Linked DNA regions of Sus scrofa: region 2 is linked to region 1. A link is a contact called in public HiChIP or PLAC-seq data. All regions are on one chromosome and are shown on one strand. Each heading gives the region's core, a stretch centred on a gene start, on an enhancer-like site or on the middle of the called end of the contact. The rest is flanking DNA. Distances are from core to core; before and after follow the strand shown. Region 1 holds the start of RNF135 (E3 ubiquitin-protein ligase RNF135). Region 2 holds the start of TEFM (transcription elongation factor, mitochondrial).

What was found. HiChIP or PLAC-seq counts read pairs in DNA pulled down with a chosen protein or histone mark.
Region 2: an H3K27ac HiChIP or PLAC-seq map of alveolar macrophages shows a contact between it and region 1. The contact joins the promoter of TEFM here to the promoter of RNF135 in region 1. A contact is called at or near these places in 6 of 47 Hi-C or Micro-C datasets (alveolar macrophages, epiblast stem cells, heart right ventricle and 2 more) and 2 of 2 datasets of contacts at active chromatin or transcription factors (alveolar macrophages and skeletal muscle).

The regions. Positions count from the first base shown.
Region 1 is chr12:42,804,465-42,811,527 of Sscrofa11.1, reverse strand. RNF135 (E3 ubiquitin-protein ligase RNF135) reads left to right here and starts at 2,591. Exons shown (of 5, transcript XM_003131735.4): 1 at 2,591-2,996. The coding sequence starts at 2,652.
Region 2 is chr12:42,859,678-42,866,411 of Sscrofa11.1, reverse strand. TEFM (transcription elongation factor, mitochondrial) reads right to left here and starts at 1,830. Exons shown (of 5, transcript XM_005669064.3): 1 at 1,723-1,830. The coding sequence starts at 1,753. It also overlaps a transcript of ADAP2 not described here.

The DNA.
Region 1 (7,063 bases), core at 1,342-3,841:
ACTTTGACAGATAAAAAATCTGCAAATATTTCCCTCTAATCTGTAGCTTTTCATTCTTTTTTTTTTTTTTAAACTTTTTTTTTTTTTTTTTTTGTATTTTTGTCCTTTGTTGTTGTTGTTGTTGTTGCTATTTCTTGGGCCGCTCCCGCGGCATATGGAGGTTCCCAGGCTAGGGGTTGAATTGGAGCTATAGCCACCGGCCTACGCCAGAGGCACAGCAACGCAGGATCCGAGCCGCGTCTGCAAACTACACCACAGCTCACGGCAACGCCGGATCGTGAACCCACTGAGCAAGGGCAGGGACCGAACCCGCAATCTCATGGTTCCTAGTCGGATTCGTTAACCACTGCGACACGACGGGAACTCCTTTTTTTTTTTTTTTTTTTTTTTTTTTTTTTGTCTTTTTGTCTTTTTGCCATTTCTTGGGCCGCTCCCATGGCATATGGAGGTTCCCAGGCTAGGGGTTTAATCAGAGCTCTAAGCTGCCAGCCTATGCCAGAGCCACAGCAACGCGAGATCCAAGCCATGTCGGCAACCTACACCACAGCTCAAGGCAATGCCGGATCCTTAACCCACTGAGCAAGGCCAGGATCGAACCTGTAACCTCATGGTTCCTAGTCGGATTCGTTAACCACTGAGCCACAACGGGAACTCCTAGCTTTTCATTCTTTTAACAGTGCCAGTGAAGCCTTTTAAAAATCAAGGCATTGAGATCATAATTTGTGACTTCATTTAATGCATATTTTTGTTGGTGAGAAAGTTTGGCATTAAAAATGGGGGTAGTTTGAAGACCACTGATTAACCCACTCTTTCAAAAAATGTGCATGTGTAATGGAGAAGAGAAGGAGGGGTGGCTAGAAAGAGGCTTATATCAAAGGAAATTTTATTTGTTAAAATGGATGATTGTTTATTTTTCAGAAAACACAGGCACAGAGAAGCTATGAGTTTACTGCAGATGAAGAGTTTCTAGAACAAAATCCAGGTAATCAGTCAGTCAGGATAGGCTAGGTTATGCTGCAGCAACAAGCACCCACTAAATCTCAGTAACCTTAACAATATCTCAGGTTTATTTCTGTCCTTTACTGCAGGTCCTAGTGTGGGCTGGCAGGGCCACCAGATTACAGCTTCATCTCCATAGTTAGGACAGCTAGCAGGAAGAGATGCAATGACTTACTAGCTTTTTAAGCAGATGGGAAGTTTAGGGTATTCCTTTTGTGTGTTTCAAGAGTGTCAAAGATGGAATTCTCATCGAGGCTTAGTGGAAACAAATCCGACTAGCATCCATGAAGACACAGGTTCGATCCCTGGTCCTCAGCGGGCTAAGGATCTAGTATGGCTGTGGCGTAGGCTGGCAAGCTATTGACTCCTAGCCTGGGAACCTCCATATGCCATGGGTGCGGCCCTTAAAAAGACAACAAAAACAAAAACACAACAAAAGAGTGTCAAAGAAGTGTAATCCTACCAAGTTAGAAAGAGAAAGAAAAGGAGTTCCCTTGGTGGCGCAGTGGTTAACGAATCTGACTAGGAACCATGAGCTTGCGGGTTCGATCCCTGGCCTTGCTCAGTGGGTTAAGGATCTGGCGTGGCTGTGAGCTGTGGTGTAGGTTGCAGACGCAGTGCAGATCCTGCATTGCTGTGGCTCTGGCGTAGGCCGGTGGCTACAGCTCCGATTGGACCCCTAGCCTGGGAACCTCCATATGCCGCAGGTGCAACCTTAAAAAGAAAAGGGGGGTGGGGTGGGGAGAAGAGCTGGAAAATTTGATTATCAGTGCTAAGGGCGACTTCCTGTCACTTCCAGAATTGAAAATAGACACAGATATGTATCATCTGGTACCTACTTTGAGACCAGGCAATATGGGGTAGAGTAAAATGTGTCATTTTTAGTTTATTTCAACAGACCAAGGAGAAACAGGCCTAGTCTCTGCCCTTCGGTTATTTCTATGTAAGCGTGTAAGTTCCTTTGTCTCTTGGGGACATGCACTTAGGATTGGAGGAAGAGGAGGAAGACAGCAAGCCCAAGGAGGACCAGGTGCACTACCTCAATAAACCAGATTCTAGTATTTTTGTCCTGAAGCCAGTATGGATAATGTGCTTTCAGCCAGCAGAGAGCAGTAAGGAGACAGTAACACAATTCTGTATTGTAATAGCGATTTTCAATGTCTAGGGGTCACTCAACTTTGGCTGCGCGTGAGAATCATTTGGAGGTTTGTGCTCCAGCTCTGGGCACCTCGTAGTCTCTAATCCTATTTGTTAGAGTGGCTGGATGACACCTAGTGGGCGAATTATCAGAAAAGCGTCTTGAAGCGAATCCTCTCCTTTTTCTTCTCCCAAGAGTTGTCGGGGTTGCATTTCATGGGGGGGCGGGGGGGAAACTCTAGCAAAGACAATCTTTAGGACCTTAGCGCGTTTCTAGCGGCTTGGAGAGAGCGGGTTTCCTAAAGCCAGAGGTTGCTCTGAGGGCTGCGCGTTGGAAGCTCTAGGCTTGCAACAGGACCAGAGAAAGAAAGCAAGAGAGGATCCCAGCTGCTGCAAAGGAGGAGGGGAGAGGGGGAGCGAGGGAGGAGCCGGAGGAGACGCAGCCACCGGCTGGCGGTCCCCTACGTGGCCCGGACTTCCGCGCGCCGGCGCGGGGGACAAGGGGCCTGGGGACCATGGCGGGCCCGGACGCCGGCCCGGCCATACCCGTGTGGCTGGCCGAGGACGACCTGGGCTGCATTATCTGTCACGAGCTGCTGGCCTGGCCGACCACGCTGCCCTGCGGCCACAGCTTCTGCCGTGACTGTCTGGTGGGCCTGTGGGAGGCGGGGCGCCGCCGGTCCTGCCCCACCTGCCGCGAGGGCGGCGCGCAGCCGCTGCAGCTGCGGAAGAACACGATGCTGCAGGACTTGGCGGACAAATACAGCCGGGCGGCACACGAGCTGAAGGACAGGGCCCCAGTGCCCGGCCCGGCCCCGCGCCCTGCGCCCGGGCCCCGGTGCCACACCGCGCAGCTGCGGGTAGGGAGGGGGACCCGCTGCTGCCCTCTGCCTTCTGGCCGCCCGCGCCGCCTGCTTCCTGGTTCTCCCTGCGCACTTCCTCTCTTCCTGGTCCTTTCTGCTCTCACATTGCTTTTCTCAGTCTAAACGTAGAAATCGTTCTTTGGAAAGCTCAGAAAAATATGAAGGAGAAAAAAAATTCAGCATCTGAGATCCTATCAACTACGTGCTATACACCCTGGCGTATTTCCACTTATTTCCTCTTTCTGTAGCCTATCCCTCTCTCTGATAATTTTTTATTGTGGTAAAATATGTTTATGTCACATAGCATAAAATTTGCCGTTTAGCCATTTTAAAATGTGCAGTTCAGTGGCAGTATATTTACAATACTCTGCAACTACCACCACTTTCTAGTTCCAAAACTTACATCACCACAAACAGAAACTCTGCCCCCATAAAGCAATAACTTCTCACTCTCTTTCCCTTCAGGCCCTGGTAACCTCTAATCTACAATCTGTGTCTATGAATTTGCCTACTCTAGGTATTTGGTACAAGTGGAATCGTGCCGTATTTGTCCCTTTGTTTCTGGCTTTGGCTTCTTTCACGTGCGGTTATGTTTTCAAGATTCATTTACGTCGTAGCATAGATCTGAACTTCGTTCCTTTTTGTGGCTGAAGAATAATTCCCTTGTATAATTATACCACATTTTAAAAAATCCACTCTGCATCAGTGGACATTCGGATTGTTTTTACCTTCAGGTTATTGTTGGTGATGTGGCAGTGAACATTGGTGCACAAGTATCCCAGTTCCTATTTTCAGTTCTTTTGGGTAGGAATGGAATTGCTAGGTCGTATGGTAATTCTATGTTTAACTTATTGGCGAACAGCCAAACTGCATCCCAGGCAACAACAGCAATTGGCATTCCCATTATCAAAGTGGGAGGATTCCAATTTTCCCTAACTTTTGCTCCTGGGACTAAGGTCTGCTTGCTCCTGGCCTGTTTGCTTCTAGGGCTTAGGTCTGTTGTCTGTTTCAGTCAAGTCTTTTGTCCCAGACACCTCCAAGTTTAGCTCAGCTTGCAGCACTTGAGGAATGCCCGCCCCCTTTCTGTCCCAGCTCCAAGTTAAGTAAAACAAAGGTGAGCACCCTGTGTCCTTGCTTCAGGTAGTCCCCAGCCAGGTTAGGACAAACCTACACAATGATGTGTGAATAAAATAAAAGTAGACTCTCCCGCTCTGAGAACCAGGACTGGGATTTCACTGAGAACTTTCATTGAACTAGGGACAGAGCACGGCAAAGGCGTGTCAAAACACTGCAAAGCGTTCCTCCTACCAGATTGCTCTTTGTTGGTTAAGTGTTTTCCAGAGTTCCAACAGAGTTGGTTCTGACAGTTTCTGCTTGTTTTGCAGTGTGTGTGTGTGTGTGTGTGTGTGTGTGTGTAGGGGGGTGGAGGAGTGGGGATTAGTGGGGAGTCAGGGTAAAAGAGCTTAGAGCTGCCCACTCCTCTTTTTCAAAAATTAATAGATGTTATTTTATTTATTTATTTGTCTTTTTTTTTTTTTTGCTATCTCTTGGGCCGCTCCCACGGCATATGGAGGTTCCCAGACTAGGGGTCGAATTGGAGCTGTAGCCACCAGCCTACGCCAGAGCCACAGTAATGCCAGATCTGAGCCGAGTCTTTGACCTACACCACAGCTCATGGCAACGCCAGATCCTTAACCCCCTGAGCAAGGCCAGGGATCGAACCCACAACCTCGTGGTTCCTAGTCAGATTCGTTTCTGCTGTGCCATGACGGGAACACCTAGACTTTATTTTTTAAAGCAGTTCTAGGGATTTCCTGTTGTGTCGCAGTGGGAACAAATCTGACTAGTATCCAAGAAGATGCATGTTCAATCCCTGGTCTTGCTCAGTGGGTTAAGGATCCAGCATTGGCATGAGCTGTAGTGTTGGTTGTAGATGTGGTTCAGATCCCTGAAAGTTGCTGTGGCTGTGGAGCAGGCTGGCAGCTGTAGCTCCCGTTTGACTCCTAGCCTGGGAACTTCCATATGCCATGGCCTTAAAAAGCAAAAAAAAAAAAAAAAAAAAAAAAAAGAGGCAGTTCTAGATTTTCAGAAAATTGAGCAGAAAGTCCCCTCATACTCCTGACATTTTCCCTTATTATTAATATTTTGCATTAGTTTGGTACATTCATTGAACAGGCCTATGGGGTTTGACTCAGTGCATGGAGTCATATATCTACAATTATAGTATCACACAGTTGTACTGCCTTGAAAATCCCCTATGCTCTGTGTATCCTCCACCCCAACCCCTGGCGTTCACTGATTTTTTATGATATCTCTTTAGTTTTGCCTTTTCCGGACTGTCATCATTGGAATCATAAAGGATCTAGTTTTTGCAGGTTGGCTTCTTTCACTAATCACAATTAAGGTTTGGGGCTTGATCGCTCATTTCTTTTTATTGCTGTAAAATATTCCATTGCATAGATTTACCATAGCTTATTCATTCACCTTTTGATAGACACGTTGGTTGCTTCTGTTTTATTTATTTTTTAGTTATGAATAAAACTGTTCTTTTCTTTTTGATTATAAATATAGTATTGTCCCTCAGGTCCTTAAAATTCTTACTAATGTAGTTTATAATGATTGAATATACTTTCAATTGGCTTTTAAGTTAAAATGATTGTCTATGGATGGTAGGACATTGGATGATTTAAAACATTTCTTCTGAAGTTCCCATTGTGGCACAGCAGAAATGAATCCAACTGGGAGCCATGAGGTTGTGGGTTCAATCCCTGGCCTTGCTCAGTGGGTTAAGGATCTGGCATTGCTGTGAGCTGTGGGGTAGGCTGGCAGCTGTAGCTCTGATTGGACACCTAGCCTGGGAACCTCCATATGCCACGGGTGCGGCCCTAAAAAGCAAAACAAACAGACAAACAAAATTTATTCTTTCACATTCTCTGCATTTTCTAAATTCACCTCAATGAGTGTGCCCTTTCTTTTACGGATAGAGAAAGCAACACACTTTTTTTTTTTTTTAAATTTTAATTTGCTCGTGTACCTAGATAAGGGCTCCACTCCTGAGTTCCAACTGCCTGAATATTTAGGAGACGTGGACATTTAACAGCAAACCTCATTACTGGTAGTTAGCCACCTCCCTCTATAAAATAGTATGCATGTGGCTTCCAAAACACATGCCATTTTGAGGGACATTGGTGCTTCTTAGAGATGAAAAAGGTTCTGGTTCCAGTTTTCCAGGTTCCAGCATAATTTAAAAAATGTCCTCCCAAAGTTATCAAAACTCCGGTTTATTTAGAGTTGGGTGGCTCTACATCAGACCCCCTTTGGAGGTAATACAAATTCTTGGGCCCTGCCTGCCTCTGATGACTGTCACCAGGTCCTGAGCTTGTTGCCAGACTATGTTGGCCACGAAACGTCCTCCCACTCCCCCCAGGCAGCTGAGCAGATTAAGCTCTTGAATGGGTGTCGCTGAGCGTTCCCATCTGAACGTCTCTTTAAATGTGAAGGATGGCAATAAACAAACACGAAGAGCTTGCAGCTGTACTTCACTTTAAAGGCTCCAAGATCCTTCCCCATAGATCCTTCTCACTGTCGAAGAGAAGGAGGGATGGTGGCGTTCAGTTCTGAAAGGCACGATGAAGACACGGGATGAGTCAGAGGTGAGGGCGGAGCTTAAACTTTAACCAGATGCTGAAACCCACTCACCTGATGACCTGCCACACGTGCTGCCGAGTCGCTGGGCTCTCGCAGTGGTTCCTCTCTGTCTCCTCCTGTTCAAAAGGACCCCTAGGCTTCCCCTCATGCCTCACTCCCACCCCACTCCCCATTTTTGTTACTTCTTTGTCTGCTTCCTTTATCCAGTGTTGTAGCTCCCTCCATCTATAGTTGGTTCCTGAGTCCAGCTTTGTGTTCTGCTTTGTTCTATGTTTAAGGATTTTTATTTTTTCCATTAGATTTGGTTTACAGTGTTCTGTCAATTTCTCCTGTACTGCAAAGTGACCCAGTCACACATATGTATACATTCTTTTTTCTTACATCATCTTCCATCATGCTTCATCATAAGGGACTAG
Region 2 (6,734 bases), core at 581-3,080, 56 kb before region 1:
ATTTAAAAACTAATGGAGAGAATTCCCATTATGGCTTGTTATGGCTCAGTAGTAATGAACTCGACTAGTATCCATGAGGACATAGGTTCCATCCCTGGCCCCTCTCAGTGGGTTAAGGATCTGGCATTGCTGTGGCTGTGGTGTAGGCTGGCAGCTACAGCTGATTCCACTCCTGGTCTGGGAACTTCCATATGCCATGGGAACAGCCCTAAAAAGAAAAAAGGACAAAGTACTAATGGAAAATCCCTTGTGGCACGCAGCTGGTTAAGGATCCTGGGTTGTCACTGCTGTGGCATGGGTTGGACACCCGGCCAGAGAACTTCCACGTGCCCATAGTGCAGCCAAAAAAAAAAAAAAATGGAACTATTAGATCTTATTCACAAGAAATATATTCTATTTTTGTGGATAACACCTAAGTTTTACTACCTAGAAATCTTATGTCCACATGAAGAATGTATTTATTTATGGGTTTTATTTGTTTTTTTGGGTTTTGTCTTTTTAGGGCCGCACCCATGGCATACAGTGATTCCCGGGCTAGGGATTGAATCGGAGCTACAGCTGCCCACCTAAGCCACAACCACAGCAACACAGGATCCAAGCCACCTCTGCAACCTACACCACAGTTCACAGCAATGCCAGATCCTTAATCCACCAAGCAAGTCCAGGGATGGAACCCACAATCTCATCGTTCCTAGTCAGATTCTTTTCCACTGCACCATGACAGGAACTCCTTGTGTAGGTATTTTTAAGAGCTTTCATTTTTGGCCACCTTGCGGCATATTCCTGGCCAGGGACAGATCTAAGCCACATTTTCGGCAACTGCCGGATCCTTAACTCACTGTGCAGGCCTGGGGATTAAACCCGCCTCCCAGGGTTCCCAAGAGGCCACCACTCATGGCCATCCCTGTGCGCCACAGCGGGAGCTCAAAAAAGCATGTTTTTAAAACAATGATTCGGGAAGTTCCCCTCCTGGCTCAACCAAACGAATAGGCTAGTATCCATGAGGATGCGGGTTGAATCGCTGGCCCGGCTCAATGAGTTAAGGATCCAGCTTTGCCTTGAGCTGTGGTGTAGGTCGCAGACAAGGCTGGGATCCCATGTGACTGTGGTCGGCAGCTGTAGCTCCGATTGGACCCCTAGCCTGGGAACTTACATATGACGTGGGTGCCGCCCTAAAAAGCAAAATAAAATAAAGCAATGACTTCAACTGTTTAACATTTTTTGAAATTTTAACCTTCAAGAAATCTTTTTAACAATATTTATCTTCACTAGTTTCTCATCCAGTGGAACCAAATGAAACTGAATTTCATAGGTTTATAAGAAATATTTTAGCTGTTAAATTTACAGACGGTTTTTATTTTCTTCTGTAACACGTTTTAAGATTTCTACTATGTCTCTATTTCCACAAAGAAAAACCTTATAAGAAGCAACTTTGTAAAACTAACGTAAAGTTTTACATTATGGCCACAGAAAAATAAGGCAGCCAGAAGAAAACAAGCAGCCTTTAGAATCTGACCCCTCTGCCCTTGGCCCTGTCTGAGGAGTCACTCGTGGACCCCCTACCCCACAATCGCTCCGAGGATCGGCGAAAAGAACAGCCCTGTCAACACAGCAGGGATTCCAACAGTGAGTCCTGGACACATAATCTAAGGAGGGCAAAAAGCTCCAAGACCAGGGGCTAAGGACAGACGGGAAATTCACCCAGTATTCCAAGCACCCTACCTCCCGCCAAGAGGAGACTAGGGACGTTCATCTTCCACGTTACAGCAGTAGGTTCCCACGCTCGCGTCTTCCGCCACTGACTTCCGGTTACTGCGTGCTTCGCCCAAAAGGGCCCGGCCTTTCAGCGGAAAGGTTCCGGCAGAAGCGACGTTCCGCCCGGGCCGAGGTACTTCCGGGTGGGCTGTGGGTTGCAGCTCCGCTGCGCCTCCTGGCAGACGCCGTCAGGGCCTGTGCTGGAATCCCAGACCCTCGGTGCGCCGTAGGCACCATTCCACTGAGTCCGGGAAACAGTCTCGCCCCCACCTGCCCCTAAGGGCAGCTGTGCCGAATCTCTGGGAAGAGAACGGGGCGGGCGGGGGGGGGGGGGGGTTAGCCCGTGTTTGACTAAATCGCTACCTGGGGGAGACTCCCTAGAGAGTACATCTAGGCATATAGATTGATGAGCTTCTAGTGGGGTCCTGCCTGGGGCGGGAGGAAGAGAGTCTGGCAGGGGAGTGTAGGCAGGAGCATACGTAACCATATCACCCAAGTGGAAAAACTGGGACAGATACCAGTTTCCGAAGCTTAAGGAAACTGCCTTGAAGACAGGCCGTCAGAGAAGTATCCTATTTGGAAGGGATGGAGGGAGATGAGGCCAGCACCAAATTTGGTTGGGCCCCAAATGCAGAATGGAGTAGCTGAATAGTTCCACCACGTAACTGGAAGTCAGGGGACTTTGTAGAGTCTGACTTGAGATGTGTTTCTCAAAAACACGTGGCAGCCTTACCACGTCAAAGTGTGAGGCTGGATTAAGATGAAGAGCCTGGAGGCAAACAGCCTGGCAGCAAAGAGACGAATCTGGAAGCTGTCGTATCTGCTCAAGGGACAGGCAACCGTAAGGAATTAAACCTGGGAAGTTCTATGATCAGGCTGCACAAGATGGCTGTTCTCTTTCTTGTTGTTCTGTGGTGGGGTAGGGGTGGGATGCACCCAGAAGTTTGTGGGCCAGGGATCGACCTGAGTCATAGCAGCAGCTCCAGCCGCTGCATCCTTAACCTGCTGCTCTACAAGGGAACTCCAAGATGGCTATTCTCTTACTGTCTGTAGGTGTGCTGCTCTACCAGTCTCTGCTTGCCGACACCCTGCTCAAGTGGCCGACCTTCCTCCTAATCATAGAGCCTAATCAGTAAAAGTAAGTGCCTGCATACTTTTCCCCTTCCTCAGCTAGTGATTGTTTTAATCTATAGATAAGGGCAGTGAGGGGCAAGGCGAGCTCCTCTGCTGGTTTCTCTGGTAACCTCTGAGCCACCTGAAGTTATTTTCTTTTGTAAGTGGTAACTTGTCCCTGCCACACACCCAGTGAAGACTGCTGCCATGTCCTGCCCTCCTTGGTGGGGTGCTGTTCCAGAACCTTATGCTTCAGATGTGTAAGACACCTTGTCCGTTAAACCCACTGATGTCTCTGTTGCCGACCCTGGGCTCTTTCGTGAAAGGTGGAGTGATTTTAGCTAATTTTTTGAAAAACAGGGAAGCAAGGAGGGAGGTGGATTTTGGAGGGAAAGGTAGTGGGTTTGCCTTTTTATGAGGCAGCAGTGTCTTTGAGGACACTAAATATTTCTAAACTCCAGGGCTTATTCTGCTTAATCAGGTGTTAATGAGTTGAAGGTTATCCCTCAAAAGAGATAGTTAAAGTCTTACTCTCAGTACAACAGAATGTGACCTATTTGGAAAGAGGGTCATTGCAAACTGAGTTAAAATTAAGATGAGGTTACACGGAGTTCATTTTGTGGCTTAGCAGGTTAAGAACCAGGCTAATATCCATGAGAATGTGGGTTCCATCCCTGACCTCACTCAGTGGGTTAAGGATCCAGCGTTGCGCTGAGCTGTGGTGTAGGTTGCAGATGCAGCTTGGATCCCATGTTGCTGTGGCTGTGCCGTAGGCCGGAGGCTACAGCTCCGATTCGACCCCTAGCCTGGGAACCTCCATATGCTGCAGACATGGCCCTCAAAAGCAAATAAATAAATAAATAAATAAAATTACACTACAGTGGGTGGAGGGCAGCTAACTCAGTATGACTGGTGTCCTTATAAGAAGACAACCCTGTGAATGCATGTGAAAATGGAGGCCGAGAATGGAATAATGCGTCTCAAGTCAAGGCCCAGGATCACCAGCAGGTCACACACACCGCAACCTGGGAGACAGCCATGGAATAGATTTCCCTGCAGAATGAACCAAGCCTGCTTGCACCTTGATTTCAGGCTTCTAGCCTCCTCACTGTGAGAGTGATACCGGAATCCAGGTTCTCGTTCGCGGCCGTCGAAGAATGAGCTCCTCGAACACACATGCAGCAAGCAAGCAAACCTTTATTAAAGGAAAGCAAATAGCTCCCAGGGCTGCAGGAGGGGGGAGAAGAGCCCCCTTTCTCTATTGTCCTATAAGGGTTCTTATTCCTTAAAGATGGGGGCGGGGTACCAACATGGGATCCAGAAAGATGTGGTTTTCTCCCATTGGCCTTGTTTAATTACTTCTATCAGTCCTTATCAGTAGGGTCTTAGGGGTGGAAACGTCCTGTAAGTCTCATAGTTTCTTTGCCCTTTTCTTCCCATAGACTGGGTCTCAGGGGATTAGGGATTAAAGTCCATCTGGGCGTAGGTACACTCCCTGTAGTCAACAGGGCCTGTGGAGTTGTTACTCCCTGGAGCTCTTACACCACAAATGCTAATCAATGGCCAGATCAAAGAATGCATCGGAGCCCACGCTCCTACACTGACTACCTGAGTTACTTATTATTCTTCCTCAAGAGGATAAACTTCTATGTTTTCAGCCACCCAATTTGTGGTGCTTTGTAACAGCAGCCCTCGAAAAACCCTGGTGATCGATGCTTTCAGAGACGACGTGGTTCACGGGTAATGTGCAGCAAATAAATGACTTGCTACCCGCACCGCCTTAAGACAGTTTCTCATCCTCTCTCAACCTCAGCTTCCTCCCTTGTGAAATGGAGATAATGGTACCGGCTTCACACTGCTTAAGAAATCCCGCTTAGAGGATTTCTCCATAGAAACTGGATGCAGAGAACTAGGCATGTTACTTCCCCTGTTACCTCTTTGGAGCTAATTATTACTGACCTTGAGGGTAAACGCCCTCATTCCTCACAGCAGTCACTCAGAATTACTTTGACCGGAGTCTGGAAGTCGGAAGAGGCAACCGCTAGGCACGACTTACTGTCAATCACAGCGTCAGTGGGTTCAAAATGAAAGTCGTCGCCTTCCCCAGAAACCGGCTCCTCACTTCCCTGTTCTGTGGCCCAGATGCAGACGCCCCCGGCTCCTCCCACTCCAATGTCTAGCCCATTATCTAGTTTCTGTGTTTTGACCATGACCCAGGACACATTGATGTGCGTGTGAAACAAAACCTTTCTTTAAAATTACTTGTATTTTGGAGTTCCCATCGTGGCTCAGTGGTTAATGAATCCGACTAGGAACCATGAGGTTGCGGGTTCAATCCCTGGCCTTGCTAAGTGGGTTAACGATCTGGCGTGGCTGTGAGCTGTGGTGTAGGCTGCAGATGCGCTCAGATCCTGCGTTGCTGGGCTCTGGTGTAGACGGTGGCTACAGCTCCGATTCGGCCCCTAGCCTGGGAGCCTCCATATGCCGCAGGATGGCCCTAGAAATGGCAAAAAGACAAAAAATAAATAAATAAAAATAAAACCTTTATTTCAAGTTTTTTTGAGGGGGCTACATACAGAGTTTCCTAGCCGCAGCTGAGATGCTGCCAATCCCATTGTGCCCCAGTGGGAACTCATATTTCAAGGTTTTTAAAAAGTTGATCTGCTTTTAAACCTGCAGGACATTGGCAGAGATGTCTAGTGGATGGTTAGATGTGAAAGGGAGAGGACTGTGCCATGCCATAAACAGATGGCTCTTTATCCCGTGAGAAGGCATGGGCTGGGCCAAGGGGAGGGGCAGCGAGAAGAAAGCTCAAGAGTCCTGGAGAGGACCCTGGGAGCACCAGCATTGGGGATGAGGAGAGGATTCAGATTCCCCATAAGATGGAGAAGCAATGTTCAGAGATTTAAAAGGAAACAGGACGAAGTCAAGTTAAAAAAAAGGCAAAGGGGAGTTCCCATCGTGGCTCAGCAATAACGAACCCAACTAGTATCCAGGTGGATGCAGGTTCAATCCCTGGCCTCACTCAGTGGGTTAAGGATCTGGTGTGGCTGTGAGCAGTGGTGTAGGTCGCAGATGCAGCTCGGATGCAGTGTTGCTGTGGCTGTGGCGTAGGCTGGCGGCTATAGCTCCGATTCAACCCCTAGCCTGGGAACTTCCATATGCCTTGAGTGCAGCTCTAAAAATACAAGAAAGGAAGGAAGGAAAGAAAGAAAGACAAAGGAGATATAATTTTGAGAAGGGAAATCGTCTTTTTTAAAAAACAAGGTTAGGAATTCCTGCTGTGGCGCAACAGGATCAGTGGCATCTCTCAAGTGCAGGGACTCAGGTTTGATTCTCAGCTAGCACAGTGGGTTAAGGATCCAGCATTGCTGAATCTGTGGCATAGGTTGCAACTGCGTTTCAGATGCCATTCCTGGCACAGGGGCTCTGTATGTCACAGGATGGCAAAAAGGTGGGGGGTGTTAATTGAACCACTAAATTGATACTAATCTCATGATTCACTCCGTGTGGTATCTTGCAGTTTAAAACACATGAAATTCTTGGAGTCCCTGTGTGGCTCAGCGAACACGACTAGTATCCATGAGGATTCAGGTTCAATCCCTCCCCTCCCACAGTGGGTTAAGGATCTGGCAGTGCTATGAGCTGTGATGTAGGTGGAAGACGCAGCTTGGATCCAGCGTTGCCGTGGCTGTGGTGCAGGCCAGCAGCTGTAGCTCTGATTGACCCCTAACCCGGAAACCTCCACATGCTGCAGGTTTGGCCTTAAAAAGCAAAACAAAAATAAAACAAAACAAACCACATGAAGTTCTGGACTTCTCTTGTGACCCAGCAGTTCAAGTATCCAGTGTTGTCACTACAGTGGC